Regions from separate parts of the Mus musculus genome. Here region 1 is linked to region 2. A link is a contact called in public Hi-C data. All regions are on one chromosome and are shown on one strand. The core of a region is the stretch at or near the end of the contact, and the rest is flanking DNA. Distances in the headings are between cores, read along the strand shown. Region 1 overlaps Zc3h7b (zinc finger CCCH type containing 7B). Region 2 holds the start of Chadl (chondroadherin-like).

Region 1 (6,460 bases), core at 2,238-4,737, 80 kb before region 2:
AAAAGGCTAGCCATAGACATCTTTCTCTAGACATCTGAGCTAGGCTAAATTTGTCATAGCCACGATATGGGATTCGGGGATGACACTGGACAAGATTCTAAGTCAGCTTGGCCCTAAAGATCGCCAGTGCTGTGCAGGAGGTGGCCTTCGGCTCTGGGGTGCGTGGCTCAGGTTGACCCAGGCAAGACCTACCTCAATTCCTAGCACCACCAGTGAACCAGGACAGTATCTGTGAACTGGGGCTGCCCAGAAAGTATGGGTTAAAAGCCTAAATCCTGCACATTCCGGGCTCCCAAGGAAGAACAAACCGGATGGTTATTGCTGTCTCCTAGCCTCAACTTTCACATTTGTAAAATGAGAAGCCAGACAGGATCTGGGTTCCACCATGATCCCCAGGACCTAACTGGTGATTTTCCGGCCACACCTCACCACACCCACAGGTTCCAGGGCTAATGGCTCCTGACTGTGCTGGGGACCATGGTGGTCTGATGAACGGGCTGGGCAGGCAGGTACCTCACAGAGGAAGGTGAAGATGCCCTGGTGCTCCTTCAGGAGCTTGGCAATGGTGAGGCTGCCACGCTTGACACCCCCTAGAGGGTCAAAGAGCAGGTCCCGGTTGAGTGTGCCCTTCCGCTCCTCTGTCCACACATCGATCTCCTCCTGATGGTAGGCGAAGGTGCAGTTATCCCCGTACTTACAGTCTTGCTTGTTAATCATGTCTACAAAGAGGCAATAAGACACACGTTCTACCACGTGAGGGAGGCAGCCCACAGCACCCTGTGATCTCACTGTGGTCAGCAGGGAGCGAACCCACCAGTGCAGAGCACTGGTGGCTGCCAATGTCCAAGATGGATCCTTTTCCTAATTACCAGGCCCCAGTGTGGAAGGCTCAACACCCTCCAAACCCCACCCCACCCTGGGACCCCAGTGTCTGTACAGGTCAAGCAATGCGCAAAGGCCTTTGTAGAATACACACAGCTATATAAAGAGGGGCAGTCTGTAGGATTATTCACTGGGGAGGTGAATAACTGGGTGATCAGTTCCAGGAACATGGGCCACTGAACTGGAGCTGGAGGCGTGGCTGCACCCTCAGCTGCAGAGGGGTAGGAGAGTGGTACAGGGAATGGCTTCCAAAACTGGGGCCACCAGGCTCAAAGGGCAGAGCATGTGTCATGGGGGTGGGGGAGTGCGAGTGTGCCTGTGGAGCAGTTAGGGTGGAGATGTGGCTGTGGGCATACACTGGCCTTCTTCATGCCACCAGCCATGGACAGGGCTTCAGGGAGGACACTGAATGGTCTGGAAGGACTGTGTGGGTAGTTGCCATGAGGCGGGTGAGAGGGCAAAGGAGCCTGGGGTGGATGCTAAGTACCAAAAGGTCACTTGCAGATGTTTGGGGGTAAGTGCAAAGAAGGGCTGAAGTACAGATGTGCTTCATGACTGTTCAGGGAAACTGAAGAACACCAAAAACGTATGTTTGGAACTGACCAGATTTCTGTGAGGCAGAAATGAGGGCAAGGAAGAGAATGTACTCATTAAAAACAACTGTGGTCTGCAAGCCTTTCCCGTGTGCTCTCCGGGACTCTACCCATCCCTTCTGGAATCCTGCAGGGTATGAACCTGGCTGTACGAACCGTGGGACCCTCACATGCGATGGTGCAGGCCACCAGATGGCTCCAGCGCCATAGCATATCCTGAATGACCTCCGTCTTCAGACAAAGTCAAGAGAGATGCTTGCTTTCCTATGGGACTTGGGCTTCACTAGAGCTTTCTCATCTCCCCTATGGTCACTGCAGTAGGTCTGGGAGGAGCTGGACCCAGCTGGCACCAGCCAGCCCCACTGTGGTCCACCCACCTTTGCACAGGTAGTAGGAGCCCACAAAGCTGGTTTTGGTGGGCCGCGGCCGGATGCGCTTCCAGATCTGGTTCTCGGAACTCCGGAGGCGGCCGAGGAGGACGTCCCTTCTGCACTTGTGCTCGAGGCCCTCACGGTAGGTATAGTCGCCAGCCCTGGGGCCTGTCGGCAGGGTACACAGGGGTGTGAATCCAGAAAACCCACGTGCCCTCATCTGGGTCTCTGAAGCTCCCATCCTATCTCCTGGCATGTGCTTGCAGGGGGAAAGAGAGGGCTTGGAGAAGCCCTCCCGGGAACGTTCCCACCACGTGACTTCCCTAACAGTCCTGGACCTACTTACTGGTGAGTCTGCCCAAGTCAGCGTTTCTGGGATTGTGAAGACAACACTTTGCAGAGAGAAGGCCGGTCCCAATCAGGGCCCACCCCTTCATTTCCTGCAGGGGGGGCCTTGTCTTCCTCCAGGCATTTCCCACTAGCACACAGTAATGTTAGTGGCCTCCCCACTCCTGAGAGTCCCGGCATTTCCAGGGCAGAGGGGTGCTGCTGCAGATGTGAAATTACCTGTTTTGGGGTAGCACAACTGGCAGGCCTGCTTGAACTCGTGGGTGGCAGCCAGAGGGTTCTTGATGAGCAGGGTGGTGTTGGGCATTGAGGGCTCCGGCTACAATAGGGAGACATTGGCCATGTTTGGCCCTGAGGGTACCTGGGACCACCAGGGTCAGCCAAAGCAGTGAGACTAGGTATGTCTTTTGATCCCTGCTCCAATATGTCCTACCCAGTATCAGAACAGTAGCCTAGGACCCTCTTCTACATCTTCCCAGGCCTTGTATTGTAATGTAAGAGCCCAAAACATCATGACCTGCCTCAGAAGACCCTGGACAGTGAGTAGACGCCATCTTGGCTCCAGAATGTTTCCTTGAATTAAAGCAGAGAAATGGCAGTGGGCCTGCTTAAGGACCTACTGCTCTCGTGGAAGTGGCCCGGTCATCAACAGACAGAGGAAAAGGCTCAGGGAGAGCCAATGATTGTCTAGGGCCCACACAGCTAGTATCTAAGCTGAAGTATGCATACATGCTGCTCACTTGTGGTCCAATGCTCTTCTGAACCCAGAACAGGCAGAGCGTGGAGAGCAGAGACACGGTATCACTTATGGCTGCTGAGCCTTGAGATAAGGAGTACCCCAACTGTGTTCTCCAGCACAAGGGCCACTCTGCAGGTGCCCCTCTTGAAGAATGTAGCATCTCACCAATACAGAGAGCTCAGCTCACCCCCAATCTGGGGCGCGTAACCATCGGATGAATAAGAGGTCCGATCTGGGAGCCCCGCTCAAGTCACTCACCGAGGGGGCTGGCTTCTGAGTACTGCTTGGGGGTCGGTGGTCCTGCGAGCTGGTCTCTTCTAGGAAAGGAGAAGACGCAAGGGTTATGGTCCCCAGCACGGAGGGGATGCCCCTGTAATTTCTACCTCAGAGAAGTTTCATGGGCTCACTCTCCTATTCTCATGGTCAACAGCCCTGAAGCAAAGAGGCTCTAACATGTCTACCCTTGCTCATTATGCCTTTTGTGGCTTCCTGTTGTCTATGGGAGGAAGGTTGGGTCAGTGAGACCGTAGCTCACTCACACTCCCCGAGGAACTTCCGCTCTAGCTGTCAGCCAGACCCAGATCCTCTACCACACTGACTCTATGCCTCTGAGCCATCAGGTCCCCCAGAAGGAAGCCCTGCTTCCTGTCGACCTATGCCATCACACAGGTCCCTCAGTCTTGAGTGCCCTAGTCTATCTCTGACCTCTAAAAGTCAACCCTATCAAGGCCTGGTCAATGGCTATGTCCCTGGTTCCCAGCACAGAGAAGGGCTATTGTAGCTCATGACCTTGTATCTGGATAATCTGCATAGGACCTGAGTCTGGAGGTCCAGGGCTCTGGAGGGCCGGACACAGCACCAGATAGAATCATTAACATAGCTCTACTGTTTGATCTAGAGTGAGACATCCAGCCCGGGGCTCAAGCTCAGGAAGTGCTGAGCACAGCAGAGATAAGACAGCATGTATTGCCCTGGGCTGTGATAGACATATGGGCATGTGCTGTGGAGATGCAGAGCTTCAGAGATGAGAGAACAGAGCAGCGCTGTCAAGGGAGAAGATAGACAAAGTACCCAACCAAGGCCTCACCTAGGAAGGAGTCCGGCTTGTCCAGGGAGCCTCGGGCTGACCCAAAGCTGTCAAGGGCACCCAGCCGAGCCTCAGAGTATGGTAACAGATCCAGGGGGTCCAGCGTGGGCCCTGGAGAGTCAAGGGCATCCAGCACAGAAGCAGCCAGCTTCCTGGAGGGGTCCATGACAAGGCCAAAGGAGGCAGGAGGCAGTGGGCTGGACACGGGGATGGAGCCACCCACCACAGGTGGCAAGAGTGGGGTCCCACCAGGAAACACGGGGATCAGCTGAGGCAGCTCACTAGGCATACCACTGCCAGGCAGGCCACCCTGGACCAGAGACTGCAAAGTGGGGACAGAGCCAGGGGTCAGACGAGAACATAACCACCCAACCCCGTGTGGGTATGACATTCCAGGAAGCAGTTACTCCTCCAGAGCCTGACAGTGACTGCTCATGAAGAGGAAGTGGGGCTCTGCTTGATCTCTCTGGGATCTGCTCTGTAGGCTCCAGCAAGACCCTCCATCCCAGGGCCACCCATTCTCCCAACTGAGACGTGAAGACGGCGCCCTCCCCTTGCCTCTTCATGAGACTGTGGGGTTCTAAGTGAGGGGCTTCAAGGGACAGAACAAGAAGTCGGCAGCATGGCTCACCAGAGAGTCCAGGAGGGTGTCCAGTTCTGGACCAAACACATCCCCATCTGAGAAGTCATCTAGGCCCTCGGTGCCGGGGAGTGTCCTGCTGCTGCCATCCAGTGGGGCCAGGAGGTCCAGAACATGAGGGAACAGGGGCATCGTGGGAGTGGAGGGGAGCAGGGCTGGGGAGCCTCGGAGATCCACGTAGCAGTCTGTGGAGGGAGTGAGCTCAGAGCTGAAAGGAGCCCGTGTGGTGGGGGTGTTGCCCAGTCACTAAGCTAACGCCTTCCCTTCTTCCCATTCCACAAGGATCTGGGTTCCCTATTCCCTGCCCCAGGGGCAATGGCTCAGAGGTAGTCAAGGAGGAAAGACAGCCTGAAGCTGTGGAAGGGTTCTGATTGCCTTGGCACTCCTCAAATACCCACCAATGTCACCTTTCTCTGGGACCAGCAGTGCCTTCTTCAAGCACTTATTACTCGAGCAGAGAAAAGGAAGTAGGAAGTGAGGGTTCTAACACAAGGTGTCCGACACGGACAGGCATGAATGAAGGACGGAGACAAGCTGAGGAGGAAGCCGTGCTCGTTCCTGGCCTGCCTCAGGGAAGCCCTCCCGGTGTCTCACCCCACACAGCTGAGACATACCTGTTTCGATGTCATCTATAGATCCCAATCCGTTAGAAGTTCCCTGTGAGAGGAAAGATGTAGGGTGGAATGGCCTCACATTTCCACCAGGGTACACTGAGGGCCACTCACTGGGGAACGACTGCCTATCACAGGTAGGCTGGCTTTTCAGCCAGGGTCCGAGCAGGCGTGGGCTGAGACAGGGGTGGGGTAAACTAGCTTGGTAGGTACATTTCAGGGGAGCAATGGCCCCAGGGCAGGGGTACACCTCTGAGGTACCTGGAAAAGGGTAGAGTCTTATCCATGCCCTGAGGCGAGAGAGGGTTTTGGGCTCTTTTGGTTTTGTTTTTGAAACAGGGTCTCAAAAGCCCTGGGTGCCCTGAAATTCACTATATAGATAAGGCTGGCCTTGAACTCGGAGATCCACCTGCCTCTGCCTCCCAATTGCTGGGATTAAAGGTAGTGACAAGGATTTTACCAGGCCTTCCACACTACAGATGGTTTCTTAGAGGAATGTGTGCCCCCCCCTCCCCGGCTCAGCCCCCAGCCTCACAGGAAGCTAATCTCCCTCCAAGGAGAACGTCATCTTAGGTGGGAAGTCCATCCCCATTGCAAAGACAGAACAGAATTCACAGGTCAGGCAGCAACCTGGCCGGCTCCTCCTGGGGTGCGGGGGTGGGGGGTTGTTCCAGAGAGCCTGTACTCTGCAGCCGCACAGTACTGGGGTCAGAGCCCTGTCTGGGATGGGAAATGCTGGAGCTTGCTCTTTGGTCTGGCCAAGTCGGCAACCTATCTGGACTTGTTTCCTCGGGTGTAAAGTAAGGATTCAGCAGTCACACTGCCTGAAACTGGCAGAGATGAGGCACCTCAGCAGAGTGCCTGGCATGCTCAGCACTAACCATGTGAATAACATGTGCTGCCGGGAGGTTGGCCTGCAATGAACTCCTCTGCCTTGTTCCAGCCACAAGGGACAGAAGTCATTCCTCTACCCAGAATGTGCTCTCCCCCCGACCCCGGGCCTTTATCATCCTTACGAGGCCCAGGCTGACCCTGTGTCCTTCTTGTCTCTGTGGAGACTGGGAGAAGGCCCAGACACTCACTGTTAGTCACCGCTTGAAGGTTAGCAGTAGCAACAATTGCAACACAACCCATCCAGCCCCGCATCACCGACCCTGCTTGGCCAGCACTCCACGAGATGTTCCACGGC
Region 2 (6,289 bases), core at 489-2,988:
CGCCCTTAATCCCAGCACTTGGGAGGCAGAGACAGGCAGATTTCTGAGTTCAAGACCAGCCTGGTCTACAGAGTGAGTTCCAGGACAGCCAAGGCTATACAGAGAAACCCTGTCTCAAAAACCTAAATAAATAAATAAACCAACCAACCAACTACGTATCTCAGTGGTGATGGCACATACCTTTTGTCCCAGCACTTCAAAGCTGGAGCCAGAGACAAGAGCCATCTCAGATGCATAGCAACTTTGAATCCACCCAGGATTACACAACACCAGGATTACACAACACTGAAAACTGAAAGCTGCCATGCACCAGAACCACGGGTCTGAAATGTATGTGAGTGTCTGCTGGGATCCAGCTGTGCTGTCTCTTGATGCAGAGTGTCTGTGGGTTGGTTTGTTTTTTAGACAGTGTCACACTATGTAGCTGTGTCTGGTTGTTAGTTCCTGGAACTAAAGGTGTGTACTACCATATCCAGCCTTGGAAGTTTTGAAATATATACATATATATCCTCCAGAGATGCATGCTTAAATACACCTTTTCTTTTTCTTTTTCTTTCTTTTTTTTTTTTTTTCCGAGACAGGGTTTCTCTGTGTAGCCCTGGCTGTCTGGAACTCACTTTGTAGACCAGGCTGGCCTCGAACTCAGAAATCCGCCTGCCTCTGCCTCCCGAATGCTGGGATTAAAGGCCTGTGCCACCACGCCCGGCTACCTTTTATTTTCAGGACAAGGTTTCAGTGATCCCAGGCTGGCCTTTAACTTTCTATGTAGCCAAAGTCTGGCCTTGAATTTCTAACTCCACTAACAGAAAAAAGGGGAGGGGAGAAGAGGAGCTGTAAAAATATCTAAGACAGGACTAGACAGGGGGCTCATTGTAGAGGACCTGGGTTCAAATCCCTCACATGGAGGTTGACATATCTGTGATTCTACTTTGGAGGCTCTGGCGCCCTCTTCTGGTCTCTATGGGTACCAGCCATGCTTCAATGCACTCTACACATATAGACCACTCACATATAAAGTTAAAAAAAAAAAAAAACTAAAAAAATGTAAAATATCTCAGATGAACCGGTAAGTCTGGTATGTTCTTTAACCCTTCTAGTTCCATCTCCTAAGGTGTACACAACCACCTGGTTTACGCCTTAGGTCTGTTTATAGAATGAAACACCATATAATCCATTAGAAAGTGGATATAACGCTAGGCACCAATTTGGATATCCTCAATAATACGTTCACATGAGAAGGAGAATAGTTGCAGGATACAGATTTATGTGTGTGTAGCAGCTTCAGTGTGTGTGAGTGCATAAGCTCACGGAAAGGAAGGAGTTAAGGGCTCCCCTGTGCCTGGGTTCCAGGCTCCTACCTTAACTCCTGCAGCAACCTCCTGAGCTAGCTTTTAACTTTCAGTTGCTGAATAGTTCTTCCTAGGGTCGCGCGGAGTCCACAGGAGCCCAGTGATGCTCACCCACCAAAAGGCTCCTCCAGACACCACCCCCCCCATCTCCATCGCCACCCATGCCCACCGGCCAGTCCAAGGACTCAGGCCTGAGCCACGTTGTTAAGCCTGTGCTGCAATGGCAGCCTGTAACTCCAGCCTCTGCTCCCACCCCCTGCCCACAGGCTGGGGAAGCCCCAGCTCGGCTGGGCTGCTTACAATGCTTCCCATTCAGCTCGGTCCTGGCTGCCAAGCCCATGGGCAAAGGGGGGTGGGTACTGCCGGTGGCCAGGCAAGGACTGTCCCTGGTCTTTCCCTTGTGTGGGGCCTCCAGACAAGGCTGGCAGTTCCAGTCGGCATGGAGAGGTGAGTTTTGGGGCCCAGGGAGTTAGAACTAGATGGCTAGAGAGGGTCAGTTATCTGCTTGTGCCTCTGAGAGGCCAGCTATGGAGCCACGGGATCCTCCTGTACCTGAGGTTCCCCAGAGGTGGCCCCTAAACCAACCCCAGAGGTAGCTGTGCCTGTGCATCCTGTGGGGGTAGTGCTTTGTAGCCTTATGAAGTGGGATCTGTGGCAGTCCTCTTCGCCCTGAACCTTTTTCCTCTTCAGTTATCAGCCTAATAGGCCTCCTTCCTACCCTGACCCTCAAGCCAGAATCTAGAGAAGGCCGTCAGCGCTGAGAAAGGGGTGACTTCTGGGACTAAAAGGAGACAAAGCCAGACAGTAACAATCCTGGGAGCAACTACAGGGAGGTCCGTGGGATCAGGGAAGGCAGCTCAGAACTTACCTGCGACCCAAGCATATACCAGGGGGAGCTGAGTGAATTCGCTGCTGCTCGGTTTGAACAGTGGTGCCACTCAAGGTGTGTGTTGGAGAATCTAGACATTCTTCTTGAGGCACCAGGAATTTGGGACTTTTCACTCACAGGGACAGCGAGACACTAGGGAGGTTTCTGGAAAATTCCCTCTGGCTGTTGGGTGGAACAGGGGTGGGAAGAGGCCAGGAGAGCCATGGTGGCAACAATCATCCCTAAGAAGAAATGGGCAAGTGGCTGGAGTTGCAAGGTGGAGAGATGGACAGGTAGGTGGGTGCATCAATAAATAGACATGAGACCTACCTTGCCACCTCCCCCGTAGTACATAACTCAGGCCCTCAGTTCCCCTGTCACAGGCCAGTCAGCTGTGTGGACTCAGGTAACACGAGGACAAAGGGGAAGCAGGCACAGAGGCTTGGGCTGCCTGCTTTACCGAGACAGCATCTCTCAGGCTCTTCAGCATCTGGACCTCCTAGTCCACCCTAAAACCTGGGCTAGGTCTGGGCCTTCCCTCCTGCTGCCAAACCAGGGCTGATAACAGAAGCTCCTCTTCCCTCCCCCCATATGACGTGAGGGAAGAGAACCAAGCCGTAGCACTTTCCTGTGCCCAGAGAATGAAGGCCTGAGTCCGGAGTGGGCTGTCCTGGGTCAGGGGTTCAGTGCCCACTAGCATTGGTGTTCCCCATGGACAGCAGCACTCTGTCTGTTTCTCTCTGTCTCTCTCTCTCCCCCGCCCCTTCCTCCCTTCTCTCCCAGGCCCCAGAGCTCCATCTGGGTCTTTATGCTGTTGCTGTTCATGGTGTTGCTCCAGAGCCCAGCCTGGCACGTAGCTGCCCAGCGATGCCCACAGACCTGTGTCTGCGACAACTCAAGACGGCATGTTACCTGCCGGCACCAGAACCTCACCGAGGTGCCAAACACCATCCCTGAGGTCAGGAGAGGGAAAATCCTGGCATGGGTTGGCAGTGTGGCAAGAAAGAGTGGCAGGAGCCTGGGCTACACCAATGGCTCTACCACTGGCTGGCTGGTTCCTGCTTCTTGAGCCTGGGTTATCTAGGTCTGAATGGGAAGAAAAATAACCAGTGAGGGCCAAATCCAATGACACACACACCTTTAACCCCAGGACTCAGGAGGCAGAGGCAGGCAGGTCTCTGAGTTCAAGACCAGCCTGGTCTACAGAGTGAGGTCCAAGCTAACCAGACCCAGGTTTACAACAAATAGCAACAACAAAAATAAACTAAACAAGCCAATAGCAGTATAATTTATTTAAAATCCTTTTCGTGTGGCTGAGATACCTAGATGACCTGCAAATAATAATGTATTTGTGTCAGGTCCTGGGGTGAACTGGGGCGGGGGGTGTCTGGATAAGAAACTTTTTTGCCCGGTGGTGTTATGAACTAATGGGTAAGTAAGGCAAGAAGAAACGGATCACAGTAAGGGCTGCTCTGTGGCTAAAGAGACTCGGAAAGATGATGGGGAGAGGCCAAGGCTCGAGTGCCCATGTGGCTCATTCTCCCTTCCCCTCTCCTGTCCCCAGCTGACCCAGAGGCTGGACCTCCAGGGCAATATACTGAAGGTCCTCCCTGCAGCGGCCTTCCAGGACCTGCCCCACCTCACGCATCTGGACCTGCGGAACTGTCAGGTGGAGATGGTGGCCGAGGGTGCCTTCCGTGGCCTGGGTCGCCTGCTCCTCCTCAACCTGGCTTCCAACCGCCTGAGCACCCTGCCCCAGGAGGCGCTGGACGGGCTGGGCTCGCTGAGGCGCCTGGAGCTGGAGGGGAACATGTTGGAGGAGCTGCGCCCGGGGACCTTCGGCGCCCTGGGCTCGCTGACCACTCTCAACTTGGCCCACAACGCCCTGGTCTACCTGCCCGCCATGGCCTTCCAGGGGCTGCTGCGCACCCGCTGGCTGCAGCTGTCTCACAATGCGCTCAGCGTCCTGGCCCCCGAGGCTCTGGCCGGCCTGCCGGCGCTGCGCCGTCTCAGCCTGCACCACAACGAGCTGCAGGCCCTGCCCGGGGCCGCCCTGTCCCAGGCCCGCAGCCTGGCGCGGCTGGAGCTGGGTCACAACCCGCTCACCTACACGGGAGAGGAGGACGGCCTGGCGCTGCCCGGCCTGCGGGAGCTCGCACTGGACCACGGGTCCCTGCAGGCCCTGGGGCCCCGGGCCTTCGCCCACTGCCCGCGCCTGCACACCCTCGACCTCCGCGGGAACCAGCTCACCACCCTGCCCCCGCTACAGGTCCCCGGCCAGCTGCGCCGCCTGCGGCTGCAGGGCAACCCGCTGTGGTGCGCCTGCCACGCACGGCCCCTGCTCGAGTGGCTGGTGCGCGCTCGGGTGCGCTCGGATGGCGCGTGCCGGGGCCCGCGGCGCCTGCGAGGCGAGGCCCTGGATACGCTGCGGCCCTCTGACCTGCGCTGCCCGGGCGACGCGGCGGCGGGGGACGGGGATGGGGACGAGGACGAGGACCGGCCGGCCGGTCCCCGCGCTCCTCCTCTTCGCTCCCCGCACGGAGAGGCCGCGTGGGCCACGCCCTGCCCTCCAGCCTGCGCGTGCGTCGCCGAGACCCGGCACAGCACTTGCGACGGCCGCGGCCTGCAGGCCGTGCCCCGCGGCTTCCCCAACGACACCCAGCTCCTGGACCTGAGGCGCAACCACTTCCCCTCGGTGCCCCGCGCGGCCTTCCCGGGCTTGCGCCACTTGGTGTCGCTGCACCTGCAGCACTGCGGCGTCGCGGAGCTGGAGCCCGGCGCCTTGGCCGGCCTGGACCGCCTGCTCTATCTCTACCTCTCCCACAACCAGCTCTCGGGCCTGAGCGCCGCCGCCCTCGAAGGGGCCCCCAACCTGGGCTACCTGTACCTGGAGCACAACCGCTTCCTGAGGATCCCGGGGACCGCTCTGCGGGCCCTACCCACCCTTGTCTCGCTACACCTCCAGGACAACGCGGTGGACCGCCTGGCGCCCGGGGATCTGGCAGGAGCGCGGGCTTTGCGCTGCCTTTACCTGAGTGGCAATCACATCACCCAGGTTTCACCCGGGGCGCTCGGTCCAGCGCGGGAGCTGGAGAAGCTGCACCTCGACAGAAACCGGCTGCGAGAGGTGCCGACTGGAGCCTTGGAGGGGCTGCCGGCGCTCAAGGAGCTGCAGCTCTCGGGGAACCCGCTCCGGGCTCTTCCAGACGGCGCCTTTCAGCCCGTGGGGCGGTCGCTGCAGCAGCTCTTCCTGAATAGCAGTGACCTGGAGCAGGTGGGTGCTGGCTGATGTGCAGGCAGCAAGCACGCGTCCCTAGGAGGCATTCCTTCGGCAAGCATTTAAGGCAGGGCATGAGAACGCTAAGATAATCCAAACGTCCCCCTCAGCCCTTAAGGAGTTCAGGTGCAGCTAGAGGCATGGGAGAACTTGAGTCTGAGCAGTTACCTGCTCTTAAGAGTCTTGGCCGTCATAAGGGTGGGGTTCCGGCCTAACTGAAAGAACCTGGGCATTGTGTGACTTGGAATAAGATCAACCTGGGTTCTAACCTCCGGACTACCCCTCCACCGTAGACCACCTTGGGCCTTCCATCTCTCTCCTGGCACAGCCCAACCCTGCGGTGGAGGCTCACCACAGGACTGGGCTCTTCCTTGCAGATTTCTCCCAGGGCCTTCTCAGGCCTGGGAAAAGGGCTGCGGAGCTTGTACCTGCACAAGAATCAACTTCAGTCCCTGCCTGCCCCGCTGGGGCTCAGCGGGCTGGAGCTGGTCGACCTCAGCGGTAATCCTTTCCACTGTGACTGCCAGCTGCTCCCGCTGCACAGGTACACCCCCGGCGGGACTCCCACCCCTGGTCAGGACCAGCTGTCTCGCCAGTCAAGCCCAGCTATCTCCTCGGAGGGACTGTGGCTGTGCGCCACTGAGCCTTGGGATGGTGTTTAGCTAACAGGTTACTTATAGTTCAGCAAGGAAAGCCAGGATGGGGGCTTTAGGCAGGAACTTCTGGGAGGCAGAGATGAGGGAGGAACACTGATTTCAGGTGTGCTCAGCTTGCTTTCCTATATAACCCAGGACC

What was found. A called contact is a pair of places that touch in the nucleus more often than the background predicts.
Region 1: a contact with region 2 is called in a Hi-C map of the G1E-ER4 cell line, with 1.5 times the contacts expected there. The contact joins the enhancer-like site here to the promoter of Chadl in region 2. A contact is called at or near these places in 2 of 39 promoter capture datasets (embryonic stem cells and liver), 16 of 484 Hi-C or Micro-C datasets (the AML12 cell line, B cells, the Ba/F3 cell line and 11 more), 1 of 115 datasets of contacts at active chromatin or transcription factors (embryonic stem cells) and 4 of 9 other capture datasets (adipose tissue, embryonic stem cells, liver and 1 more).

Annotation. Positions count from the first base shown.
Region 1 is chr15:81,774,663-81,781,122 of GRCm38.p6, reverse strand. It overlaps Zc3h7b (zinc finger CCCH type containing 7B), which reads right to left. Exons shown (of 23, transcript NM_001081016.2): 8 at 5,275-5,317; 9 at 4,652-4,845; 10 at 4,021-4,342; 11 at 3,192-3,250; 12 at 2,414-2,513; 13 at 1,853-2,014; 14 at 514-719. Among named protein-coding and RNA genes, the nearest start is that of Gm17597, 25 kb to the left of the region's middle. Within about 2 kb of position 3,487, at least 24 of the 459 cell types and tissues checked have an H3K27ac peak or open chromatin away from gene starts, as enhancers often do. A contact at or near this core is called in B cells, the G1E-ER4 cell line, female germline stem cells and 1 more, where this site is marked.
Region 2 is chr15:81,692,736-81,699,024 of GRCm38.p6, reverse strand. Chadl (chondroadherin-like) reads left to right here and starts at 1,738. Exons shown (of 6, transcript NM_001164320.1): 1 at 1,738-1,796; 2 at 3,001-3,175; 3 at 3,782-5,491; 4 at 5,872-6,038. The coding sequence starts at 1,789.